2 separate regions of the Canis lupus genome follow, and region 2 is linked to region 1. Evidence: chromatin contacts called from public Hi-C data. All regions are on one chromosome and are shown on one strand. The core of a region is the stretch at or near the end of the contact, and the rest is flanking DNA. Distances in the headings are between cores, read along the strand shown. Region 1 holds the start of PFN2 (profilin-2). Region 2 has its middle 180 kb from the start of PFN2.

Region 1 (6,585 bases), core at 1,806-4,305:
ATTTACTCATGGACTTAAAAAGCTCAGACACTCCTTGAATGATATATTAAAGAATATGATTTACCACATAGTTTGTTTTCCTAAATAAGAATTTAAAATTTTTGGTAAGAATGCTTAATAATTCATGCGTTATTATGCGTTTCCTAATTTAAATATGCTACCACTGATTGTTAATGGCTATATCATTCTGGATACCTGTATCCACTGAACTAGGATTTTTCTCTACTTCTGCCCAGACACCAGTCATCGCATTTTTCACTGTAGGGATGAGTTACCCCGGGGGGGCGTTGGGGGGGGGAGAAGGGGGACGGGAACTAGAGAAAAAGATACAAATCATTAATTCCCTTTTTTCCCCCCCCATATTGATGCTCCTTTGGACTTAACACGTTGCTATTCCTAAAACTCAGTGTTTAGCCTCTACTTACGCCTTTAGAAATACATGTGGCAAGCAAGTTATATGAACTAGGAACAGATCATTGTGTACAAATAGAAAATAAGGCAGCATGCTGGGAAGCTGATTCTAAAGAAAATAGGCATGGGGTAATTTTATCATAGTATAGATCTTCCTCAATTCACAATGGGATTACATCCTGATAAACCCATCGTAAACTGAAAATATTGTAAACCGACAGTGCATTTAAAATACCTCACTTACCAACATCAGAGCTTAGCCTAGCTACCTTAAATGTGGTCAGAACACTTGCATTAGCCTCCAGTTGGGCAAAATCATCTAATACAAAGCCTGTTTTATAATAAAGTGTGGAATATGTGATGTAATTTGTTGTATACTGTAAGTGAAAAACAGGATGGTTGTATCAGTTGTTTACCCTTGTGACTGTGGGGCGTACTGGGAGCTGACTGCTGACTGGCTGCCCGCATCACCGGTATCACACTGCATATACCACCAACCCGGGAAATGATCAAAATTCAAAATCTGAAGTACAGTTTCTACTGAATGCTGAGGGCTTTTACACCACGTAAGGCTGGAAAATAGTTGAGCCAAAGTAAGTAGGGGGCTGTCTGTACTAAAATCAGACAATAGATTCCTTTGAGTATCTTATCTAAAAATCTAACCAGTAACACCTCAGTCTATTACACAAAATATTTTTCATAATTTATATTCTATTGTATACAATTCTGGGAAAGTAATAACACTGTTGAAAAAGTAAAACAATACTTTTGAAATGCATCAAATTTTGAAAAGCGGAAACATGACAGAAATTCTAAATTCTTATGATTACTCCAGAGGGGCGTTTGAGAATCTTTTTTTTAGACCCTTTTGGGGTTTGAATATCCAGACTATTCCGTGGGTCTAATCCTTTTGCTGTTTAAAGACAACAATGAAAGAGTAAAAATGGAATGCAGTTATTTCCAACTCTTTGCTAGAATAGTCTAGAACTGGCAACCAGAGATTAAAGTATGTTGAAATAGGGTGTTATTCTCATCTTTACTGTTTAAATTTACTGAGTCAGTTGAAATTGGGTGTTATTCTCATCTTTACTGTTTAAATTTACGGAATTATAACATGCATACTAAGAGCACAAATCCCAACTGTACAGTTTGGTGAATTCTCCCAAAGTGACCGTTATCAGCGCTATCAGCACACTGTATTATTCACTTTTAATGAATCACTAATCGCCGCTAAGACTGGAGGATTAGAACCATCAAAACCACTACAAAGAGGTAAGGTAGCCAACCAGCAAGTGTAAGTGGATCAGGTGGGCGGCACACCTGCAAAAAACGAAAACAATTTTGGCTCACATTTTGTACCTCGTAGGTATTTTGTTACCATCAGAACATGAGAAAAATGCACCGTGTCCATCTCCTGGGTTCCTGACTTGGGGGTTCCTGCGGGGGGGGGAGGGGAGGGTTCCTCCTAGTGTGCTCCCCCCCCCCCCTTGCAGTAGCTGATTTCAGAAAAATTTTAAAGCAAACAGCAGGGGTTTAAAAAAAAAAAAAAAAAAAAAAAGGATCCCTGGGTGGCGCAGCGGTTTAGCGCCTGCCTTTGACCCAGGGCGCGATCCTGGAGACCCGGGATCGAATCCCACGTCGGGCTCCCTGCATGGAGCCTGCTTCTCCCTCTGCCTGTGTCTCTGCCTCTCTCTCTCTCTGCGACTATCATAAATAAAATAAAAAAATATTCTACCTTTAAAAAAATAAATAAAAAATAAAAAGAAAGAAAGAAAACTTTAGAACCCATTAAATTGCTTCAGCAACATTTTTTGTCTTCTCTCCCGAGGTCACACCCCGTGACCTTTAAATTCGAAAACGGACTTTTCGGCGTTTTGAACGCGCTTCCCTCTTTCCCTCGGCTGGCGGGTCGCGTCCGTTCACCCAAAAGGGACCTCCTGGTCGGGCGTCCCCTCGGGGCGCCCAGAGGTCGCGGGGAGACGGGCAGCCCCGCCGCAGGGTCCCGCCGTCCCCGCCCCCGCCGAACGCTCCCATCCCGTCGCCCGGGCAACGCGGCCGTGCGGGCCCCGGAGCCGCATCCCCAGCCGCGCGGCGCGCCACGGCGCGGTCGCGGGGGGCCCCGGGCTTCCCCCCCACCCCCCGGCCCCGCGGCTGGAGGAGGCGGCGGCGGCGGAGGCGGCGAGGAGACGCCCGGGCCTCGGCGCCGCACGTGGCGGCCGCGATTGTCCCCCTCGGCGGTATCCCTCCGCGCCCCCGCCTCGGCCGCCGCCTCCCTGGCCGGGACCCCCGCGGGCGCGGCGCCGCGGAAGGATCGCACGCACGGGCACGCGCACGGGCACACGCACGGGCACGCGCACGCCCGCTCCGCCGCGGCCGCGGACCAGGCTGAGGCGCCGCGGCGAGGAGCAGCCGCCGCCGCCCGCACAGGCGCTCCGAGCGCGGCGTCCCCGCTGCTGGTCAGTCAGCGCCGCGGCGGCCGGCGGGCGGGCAGGCGGGCGGGCGGGCGGGCGGGCAGGCCGGGCGCGCCCCGCGGTCGCCCCTCGCCGCCGTCCCCGCGTCCTCCCTCCGCGGCGCCTCGGGGAGGGGGGCGGTCGGTGCCTGCGCAGAGCCGCCTCCTCCCCGCCCCCGCCCCGCCCCCCCCGCGCCGCCGCCGCCCGCCGCCCGCCGCCGCCGCTGCGCCTGCTGCTCCTCGCCGTCCCCGCTGCAGTGCGAAGGGCTCGAAGATGGCCGGTTGGCAGAGCTACGTGGACAACCTGATGTGCGATGGCTGCTGCCAGGAGGCCGCCATTGTCGGCTACTGCGACGCCAAATACGTCTGGGCAGCCACGGCCGGGGGCGTCTTCCAGAGCATCACGGTGAGGACCGGCGGCGGCCGGCCGGGGCCCCGTCCCCGTCCCCGTCCCGGTCCCCGGACCCGAGCGCGGCCGGCCGGGCGGGGGCCGCCCTGAGGGCCGCGCGGCAGGTGTGGGAGCGGCCGGCGCCGAGGATGCGGCCGAGGCCGGGGGCGCCGGTCCGCGGAGCTGGGGGAGGGGGCGCGCGGCGGCCGGGGCCGGGGGGCGGGCGGGGGGGCGGCTGCTTGTGGTCTCCCGCGAGCCCCGCGCTGTGCCCTGCACGGCCCGGGGTGCACGCGGGCCCCGGGGGGGGGGGATCCTCCGGCGGCCGGGCTGCCCCTCGCGCCGCGCGGGCTGTGGGAGGCGGCGGCCGCCGGGCGCCCGGCCCCTCGCGGCCACTTTGCGGCGGTTCGCGGGCGTCCAGGCCTTTGCGGCTGGGGAGCCACGGACGCCGGCCACGCAGAGGGAGCTTCGCGAATCTCGACTTCGCCTCTGGCTCTATAGGGCTTTTTTTTTTTTTGAATTATTATTATTTTTTTTTTCTTAAATTCTCCCAAGATGGCGAACTGCCATTGATTTCTCTCCTCCTCCTGTGGAGATTTCATCGATACACCGTTATCCCCAATTACGCAACCCAGCCCTGGCATCGGGGGGCGCGCTCCTGGGGCGTTCGGCCGTCCGTGCGGCCGAGGGGACGCCGGGCTGCCCCAGGTCCCTCCCCCCGCCGCGGGCATCGTGAAGGAACTGATGCAGGTTTACGCTCCGCGGGGCCCGGGCTCCCTGTGACTCGCCGGCGTGGACTCGGTCGCCACATGTTTGGGGGCGACGGCTCCTCGGCCTCCGGTGCCGCTTTGTTGCTGTGCCTCTCTGTGCGCAGGGCCCTCGTCTGAGCCGTGACGCTGTGTCAGACACGGGGAGCGTTCCCGTAATTTCCGAGCCCCACGCTCCTCTCCCATCCCACGCCGAGCCTGAGGCCCCCCGTGACGGGTGCCCCTAATTCTCGCGTCCTGGTGAGCCCGGCTCTAGGATCTGAGTGTGTGGGCGTCCGCCCCGGGTGCGGGGACCTCGAGGTCTCCGGTAGCCGCAGCGGACCACAGCGGTTCCAGAGAATTGGCATCTGTCTGGCGACCAACTTTTTTCCTGCGGTGCCCTGGTCTTTGTGTGCGAGTTCCCGCTGTCTGGCTGGGAGGATTGCGGGGAATGTGCTTGGAAATGGCTGGGGCCTGCTATGACTCTGCAGTTCTGATGGGGGCGACGCCTTCCTCCTTATTCAGGGAATGTTAGAATGCACGTTTTCTCCTTTCCGGTTTCGGGGGACTACCTCAGTTGCTTTCCCAGTCTCCCTCCATTTTCTCTCTCTCTCTCTCTTTTTTTTGTGTGTGTGTGTGTGTGTGTTGGTGGTGGTGGCTCTGTTTTTGTTTTCTCCCTTTCCTACTGCAATGCTACCTACCAAGAGAATCCTCTCCTGCATCTGCCAAGAAAGAAAACTGATGACTGACTGAGGTGGGAGGGGAAGGGGAAGTGGGAGAGGATAAAGAGAGCGGCTGGCGAAATAGAGAGGAGGGAAATACGAATTTGGGAGTGTGTGGAGGTCTAGGGTTTGAAATCCATACCAGGAAGGCGGTTCAAGCCATTTCAAGCAGAGGAGACGGGGACAGGTCTGCTGAGCATGGGCATTATTTCAGGAGACTTTCAAGCAACTGGAAGTTTGATGCAGCGTGACTGTAATGTGCCTGAATGTGACAGACAAGCAGTTGCTGAAAGAGTTTGTAGGTGAAGCTTTACCATTACATAAGCCCTTCAGGTGCCATCTGACTTGAAACAGTTTATAAATAATCTCTTTCCGTTTGCAGTTGACCTGGTGTCAGCTAGCAACCACATAGATTCTTCGCATAGACTGGTCTTCAGTTAGTACCTTACCTGTGAAACAAAGTGATGTAAAACATGCAGCCGTGTAGGATTAAGTAATTCTTTGGAAAAGACAAACTTCATGTTACACTAGTGAAATGGGGAAGGACCTCTAGTAGGATACAGACTTAGCACACAGTTTTTCCACTTATATGGAGACCTTGAAAGGAATTAATTACAACTTCATGTTTTTTTTCTTTCTTTTTTTTTTTTTTTTTTGGTCGGGGCAGCCAGTAGAAATAGATATGATTGTAGGAAAAGACCGGGAAGGTTTCTTTACCAACGGTTTGACTCTTGGCGCAAAGAAGTGCTCGGTGATCAGAGATAGCCTATACGTCGACGGTGACTGCACAATGGACATCCGGACAAAGAGTCAAGGTGGGGAGCCAACATACAACGTTGCTGTCGGCAGAGCTGGTAGAGGTAAGCAAAGTACTCTTTTGGTTAAAAGTTGCACGCTTCATTACAACTTATTAAGCAGTTTCTTTAACATTTTTTTTTTTTTTTAATAAAAGTGTTAGTCCATAATGGCTATTAAGGTGGTTTTTGTGAACTGCCCAGCACTGAAGGGAGGCACTGCTTTACTTTAGATTTACCAGCTCCACAGCAGCTGCATAGACAGCCTGGTCTCTGGGAGCCTGACTTTAAGACAGAATATTGTTTGGTACTTTAGTCCTTTTGAATTTTTTATCTTTGCATCTCTTCCTTTTTTGCCTCTTAATTATTCAGATTAACAAGAAAAAATGAACAGTTACTCATTTTTCTTTTAGAGACATTGTTGGGGAAGGGGAAGAAAGAAATAATTAGAATAAGGTTTTGTAGTAAGCCACCTATTGACTAAAATATTTTCAAAGACCAAGTGTATCTGTGATTTAATTTGAAAAGTAGGAAATTATATTTCATATATACCCTTGGTCCAGAAGTTCTGGTGTTTCCTGACTGTTGTCAACATTGCAGAAATTCTTATTACACTAAATAAGGCTACTTTTTTGTGAAAACTTTCAAGATTAAGGTTTTATCATGGCATCCAATCGATTTACAAATACATTTAAATGTGTTAGTCTTTGTAAATATGTTGTAAATTAAGAGGGCTGTGTAGCCTCAGATAGCGGATTTGGCATAGCTCATTTTAAAATCCTCATCTACCACGTGAATGAAGTTGAAGCTACTCTGAGCTGTAATTTACTGCAGTGCTTCCAGCAATTCCTTGTGATTATCCTAAAGGCTATTCTTATTCTGATATGAGTTGATGCTTATGAATATTTTTCTGTAGGGAAATTAGATAACTGAAATAGTAGATGCATCTTTAAAACATTAGCTGAGCTCAGATAAATATGTTAAAAAGAAGTATTAACCCTGTGACATAAAATCAGAATAAGATTTTTATACTATACAGCACTACTGACATCTAGTGGTAGCAAGTATAAAGTCAGCC
Region 2 (6,585 bases), core at 1,877-4,376, 180 kb before region 1:
AAGGTACAAAGACAATATAATGGAGCAAAGAGTCTTTTCAAAAAATGATGCTGAAACAACCAGATATCTATAGGCAAAAAAGTAAATCTAGACATAGACCTTACATTCTTCACAAAAATTAACTCAAAATGGATTACAGACCTGTACGTAAAATGTAAAACTATAAAACTTCTAGAAGATAACATAGGAGAAAATCAAGATGACCTTGAGTTTGATAATGATTTTTTAAATACAATACTAACATCATGATTCCTGGATGACCTAGGTTTAATGAAAATTAAAAATTTTTGCTCTGCCAAAGATCCTGTCAAAAAGAATGAGAAGACAAGTCATAGATGGGGGAGAAAAAGATGTTTGATAAAGGGCTACAAAAGACATATCTGATAACAGATAACAGGCTTTTATCTAAAATAGATGAAGGACTCTTAAAACTCAACAATAAGAAAATGAACAACCTGATTTTCAAAATGAGTAAAATACCTGAACAGACATCTCACCAAAAAAAAAGAAATACAGATGGAAAAAATGTATATGAAAAGATGTTCAATACCACATGGCATTAGGGAATTGCAAATTTAAAAGAAATACCACTAGACACCTATTTCAAGGGCTGAAATCTGGAACACTGGCAACACCAAATGCAGTCAAAGATGTGGAGCAACAGGAACCCTGATTTACTGCTGGTGGGAATACAAAATGGCAAAGCCACTTTGGAAAACAATTTGGCAGTTTCTTACAAAACTAACATACTCTTATTATAGAACCTAGCAATCACACTCCTTGTTATTTACCCAAAGGAACTGAAAACTTATGTCTACACAAAAACCTGCACAAGATGTTTGTAGCAGCTTTATTCAAAATTGTCAAAACTTTGATGCAACCAAAATGTCCTTCAGCCAAGCCATGAAAAGATATAGAGGAGCTTTAAATGCACATTACTAAGTGAAAGAAACCCATCTGAAAAGGCTACTGGTTGTATGAATCCAACCATATGGTATTCTGGAAAAGGAAAAAACTATGGAGGTAGTAAAAGGATCAATGGTTGTCAGGGGTTTGGGTAGTGAGAGGAATGAAAAGGTGGAACATGAGAATTTGTAGGGCACTGAAACTACTCCGTGTGATTCTACAGTGCTGGGTACATATACATGTCATTATACATTTGTCAAAATCTATACAAGGTAAAACATCAAAAGTGAACACTAATGTACATTATGGACTTTGGGTGATGATGATTTGTCATGTGTGTTTACTGGTTGTAACAAATGTGACACTCTGGTGAGCGATGTTGATAATGGGGGAAGCTATGCCTCTTGTGGGGGCAGAGCGTATATGAGAATTCTGTTTTCTGCTCAGTTTTGTTGTGAAGCCAAAACTGCTCTAATAAAGTCTATTTAAGAAATTACGAAAGCATGAAAAATCAAATACCTAGAAATAAGTCCCATGAAAGAGGTCCAAGATCTCTATAGGAACATTACAAAGTATTATTGAGAGAAATTAAATAAGACCTATATAAATAATTATATATTATAATTTATTGATTTATTGATTGCATACTTAATATTATAAAGATGTTAAGTCTTTCCCAGTAGCCTGCAGATTTAATGCAACCCTGTGATTATAAGTTTTATTCGGCAATACAAAGGCTTAAGAATGGCCAAGACACTTGAAGAACAAGATGAGAGGACTAGCTAGCCAGGATATATTATAAACATTCAGCAATTGGGACAATGGAAAATAATAGAACATTCCAAAACACACAAATGGACACCTGATTTAAGAGGACAGAGGACAGTGGTTCTGCAGAACAGTGGGAAGGCGATGGTCTTTCCAATGAACAGATCTAGGAGAGTTGGAAATTTACATGGAAAAAAAATTTTAAAAGATGAGTGCTACCTCCTACCAACAAAATTTCAGTTTCAGGAGAGTGAAGACTTAAATGCAAAAAACTTTTGAAAGATAATATAGGACAATGCCTTCTTGTCGTCAAGGTGAGAAATAGTTTTAAAACAGGACACAGAAAATACAAGCCATAAAGGAAAAGATTTATACATTGAATTCCATTAGAGCATCTGTTCATCCAGAGATGCCGCAAAGAGAAAATGAAAAGACAAAGCATGAGACATGTGATAAAGGCCACTTAACCAGCATATGTAATGAACTAATGCAAATAAGAAAAAGATAGATGATGGGGAAATGGCCAATAGGTAATTCATAAAGGAGGAAATCCAAATAGAGAAGGGAGGTATGGAAAGTGCTGGACTCGCCACTAACTAGGAAAATGCAAATTAAACCACCCCAAGGTATTGGGATTATACCAATTGGGATGACAAATATGAAAATGGCTGACAACACCAAGTTTGGGATGCAAGGAGGAAAAAGAACCCACCTGTAGTCAGTGAGATCATAAATCATTATATCCCACTTTGGAAGACGGTCTGACATTATTCACTAAGGCTGAAGATACTGGAACCCCATAACCCATCAGGTACAAAAACGTGCACAAAAGCTTCAAAAAATTCACGCATGTGGAGGACCCAGTGTATATGCCTCCCCAGAGTACTCTGGGTGTTGTCAAGGCCCCATGCCCTGATTTTATAAAAACAAATGAACCTGTGTGTAGCACTGGGGTCTGCCCTTCTAGGAGGACACATTTTACGCATAGTCCCCTAAGAGCAGGATCTTAAGACCCCCTCACCTTTCTTCCCTCCCAGACAGAGGTGAAGCCCAACTTCTACTTGGCACTGAACTCCTACAAGCCAGCAGTTCTGGCTTTTAAGGTCCTTTTTTTTTTTTTTTTTTTTTTTTTTTTAAGATTTTATTTATTTATTCATGAGAGACAGAGACACAGGCAGAGGGAGAAGCAGGCTCCATGCAAGGAGCCCGACGTGGGACTCGATCCCAGGTCTCCAGGGTCACGCCCTGGGCTGAAGGCAGGCGCTCAACCGCTGAGCCACCTAGGGATCCCTAAGGTCCTATTTCTTGACACAAGCCAAGGTGTGTGTGTGTGTGTGTTCACCTGATAAGTGGTTCAGGGTGCCTTTGGTCTGGTTTTGTGACACTAGATGGAGCTCCTTCTTTTCTCTGCACTCCCTGCACTCCCGAAGGCCGCCGAGCCTCCAGCGCGGGAGCTGGGCCGTCTGCACCGCCGGCTTTACAGGGACGTCAGCGTCGGCCACACACACGTCCTCACTCTGGGGGAGGGTGGAGTGCTCCCTCCCTTGGGACAGCTAAGGAGCTTAAGCGGTCTTCTGGGCGGCTTTCCTCTGCTGCCTCTAGACAAATGTGAGATCAAATCATTTCAAACCGCGGATCACTGCCTTTTCCTTGGGGACCCGAGGAAAGGAGAATCTGGGAGCCCCCTCTTCAGCAGCAACCTTGATTTTTATCCTTTGGAATAGCCAGAGTATCTCCGACGCATACAAAGAACGGGTTCAATACATGTTTATTGTCCATTGAAAAAGAACATTACATCACTGTGGAGAGGAGGGAAAGAGTGAGCAGTAGGAATGAGTAAAGGAGTCTGTAGCTACGCAGACTGCGGTGGCTCTGCTCCTGGACCCCAGACTTCCACCCCCCACCCCCACCCCTCACTTCTCCCCCAGGATGTTTGCAAATTCCTTGTGGAATAGTCTCTGCTTCATTGCCTCTGCAAGGCGACCACCCATCCTCAAGCAGATGCTCCAGGCACATCATCACATCCTCCGCTTTGTTTTCTCACTCAGGTTATTTGTTCCATTATTTATTGTCTGTCATTCCACTAGATTGTGAGTGCCCAGAGACCTCCTCTGTTTTGCTCAAGGCCTTATCCTCATGTCCTAGGATAGTGCCCTGCATGTATTAGGTGCTCAGTGACTGTTTATGGCCTGGAAGGTCACTCTGATTCCAAGCTCCACCCTGATGGGTTCTGTGCCTAGGTCTTCACCCAATAATGGTCTTCACCACAATAATAATAGGTCTTCACCACAATAATGTCCCTGTTCCACAGTTTGTCAAGTCATTTGCAGAACCCTAGCCCTTCCTTGGGTGCTCCTGAAAAACCTCCCATAGCAGATGTCTTTGGCATAAAAGCTTTCACTGATAATGGAAGAAACAAGGACTTATGTGGAAGTGACCAGATGGTTTAACACTGAACATCTGCATTTCACAGATGTGACTGACCCATCTTCCTCCCCATTCTGTCCCTCATGCTCTCACCCTGCCAATCTTTCTGGCATCTCAGGACTTTGCTGTCCCTTCTCTATACCTTTCTTCCTTTCCTCAATTCTCACCTTTACACATCCATGCAGAGTAATTCAACCTAGCCTGGGTCAAAGAAGTCCTCCCTTCTTTTAGCACACCCACAGGTCAGTTGGAAATACTAGGTTGTTCTCTTATGGTAGCACTGCCCTCTTCACAACTAATTTTCTCCTGTTCATCTGATTCTGTTACTCTACCCCTTCTCCCCACAAAAAAAAAAAAAAAAAAAAAAAAGGCTAGGCTAAACACCCAGTGTCCTTCCCATTCTACAACATTTTTATCTGGAATCAAAGTGGTTTAAAAGATGACAGATGGAAGGCATAAGAAAGGGAAATCACCCCTCCCCTCAAAGTCTGGAGCCTGAAGCCTAGTGTTGAAGTGGGGAGGAGGAGGAAAGTTTCTCTTTACTTGGCCTTGGTGACTCTCTATGTTGCATGTGGGATAGCTGTATTTATCAGCCTATGGTCTTCTACTTGTGTGGGGGAAATTTAAAAGAATCATTACCTTGATTCTTGAATCACCTCTGCTCAACCCTAGGCCTCCTCTGACCTTTTATATGTGTTAAGTAAAGCTAGCTGCTGAAATATATAAGCTCTGATATCTCAGACACTCAAAACAATACTTTCTTTCCAGACTAATGTGGGTCTCATGGCCCTCCATGTGATCATTCAGAGGCCCGGACCTCTCACCTTGTGATCCCTTCTTCTTCATCATCTTAGAAGCCGGCAAATGGAGAAAGAGATCATATGGAGATATGTGTGCTTTCTTGGCCCACTGGCTCTCTTTACTTTTTATAAAAAAATCTTCTGCTCACATTCCATTGGTGAGAAGCAATCCCACAGCCCACCTACATGTAAGGGGTGGGAAACGTAGCCTCCTGCTGGCCAGGGGGAGCACAAATCTGTAGTGATCAACTAGCCATGTCTGTCCCCTGGCTTTAAAGTCCAAATTTCCATTTGGTGATTTGTTTCCTCTCTTGGGCCTCTCTACCTTCTTCCAGCACAATTTCTCATTTTTTCAGCCAAGGCTGTCATTCTCAATCCCTTATAAACTCCCCAAATGCTTTCCCTTTTCTTTTCTCAGACTGGTACCTAACTTAACACCTTTCTTCTCCCTGAAAAGGTTCATTTATTTGGGGGCGGGGCACCTATACATTGATTGACCTGTTTCTTGACTTTAGCTTTTCTCTTGCTGGTCAAGCCTGTGTCTCTTTGTTTCTGACTCCTCTTTGTGAATCTGCTGTCACATTGTCAGGAGCTCCCAGGACTCAGAGTCCTGAGTCCTTCTGCCCAGCCAGGAGCTACATTTCTCACCCTCCCCCACCCACCTGCCCATTTAATGTCTAGATGAGCAAAGTAATGGATTCTCACCAAAGGAATGTGAGCACAGAGTTTTGTTTTTGTTTTTTAAAGACCCAGGTTGTTAAGAAATAGGACCGTTCTCCATAATCTCCTTCCCCATCTACCAGCTGCTGAGATGAAGAAGGAGCCATTAGGTGCAGTGGGCCTGGACTTTGAATCATCACACAGGCTTTACAACTTGCCTTAGACTGCTGACTCACTTTCAGGAAAGCGGCATCTATAGCAATGATGTCATGTGTATGAAAGTTACCTTCTGACACTACTTCAACTCCTTCCTGACTTCTGTCCTCCCATGTGGCCACTGTCCCCTGTTTTTCTTCTCCTTCTTCCTAGCCTATTAAAAGCTTAAGGCATAAGCCTTTCAAAATAGATTCTTCAATAAAAGTCTTTTCCAATAAGACTTCAAAACTCAGAAAAGGAATTAGAAGCACTGTGACAGGCAGAGAGGGAGAGATATTTTTGAACAAGGTATTCACCCATAGCTCTTTAAATTTCTTGATCTTTAAATTTTCTTTTTTAATATCTATCATTTATTGGTGATTATCACAGACCATACTTAGTACTATATACATGCTTTCATTGATTTTTTTTCTACAGACTTATGAGGTTTATATTAATACTGTCTTCTCCAACCTTTGGACATCTGAACTAGGGACTATTCCTGGGAACTCTGCCAAGCTGTCTCCTTCTTCTTTCCTTACTCCATTTAAACATCTGCTTATTTTCCCCTGGCATCAGAGTTCCATTCTATTCTCTCCATCCCATCAGAGTTGATGTCTGAGAACATCCCTGTCTGTCACCTACCTGTGTCCCTTTCTTGTCCTCTGCTCATGTTCAAAGGCATGTGAGGCAGCTTAAGTCTTCTACATGTTTATAAACCCCACAGAACTTAACTAAGCAACTTTTCCATAGAAGATGCTTAATAACCACATATTTAAATAATGGCTGAATTCCAATAATTTAACTGTTACATTCTAACTACCCCTAT

What was found. A called contact is a pair of places that touch in the nucleus more often than the background predicts.
Region 2: a Hi-C map of skin fibroblasts shows a contact between it and region 1, with 5 times the contacts expected there. The contact joins the enhancer-like site here to the promoter of PFN2 in region 1. A contact is called at or near these places in 3 of 9 Hi-C or Micro-C datasets (amygdala, liver and skin fibroblasts).

The regions. Positions count from the first base shown.
Region 1 is chr23:45,209,095-45,215,679 of UU_Cfam_GSD_1.0, reverse strand. PFN2 (profilin-2) reads left to right here and starts at 3,055. Exons shown (of 3, transcript XM_038571200.1): 1 at 3,055-3,266; 2 at 5,381-5,573. The coding sequence starts at 3,135.
Region 2 is chr23:45,389,617-45,396,201 of UU_Cfam_GSD_1.0, reverse strand. No RefSeq gene overlaps it. Among named protein-coding and RNA genes, the nearest start is that of PFN2, 180 kb to the right of the region's middle. Within about 2 kb of position 3,126, at least 4 of the 20 cell types and tissues checked have an H3K27ac peak or open chromatin away from gene starts, as enhancers often do.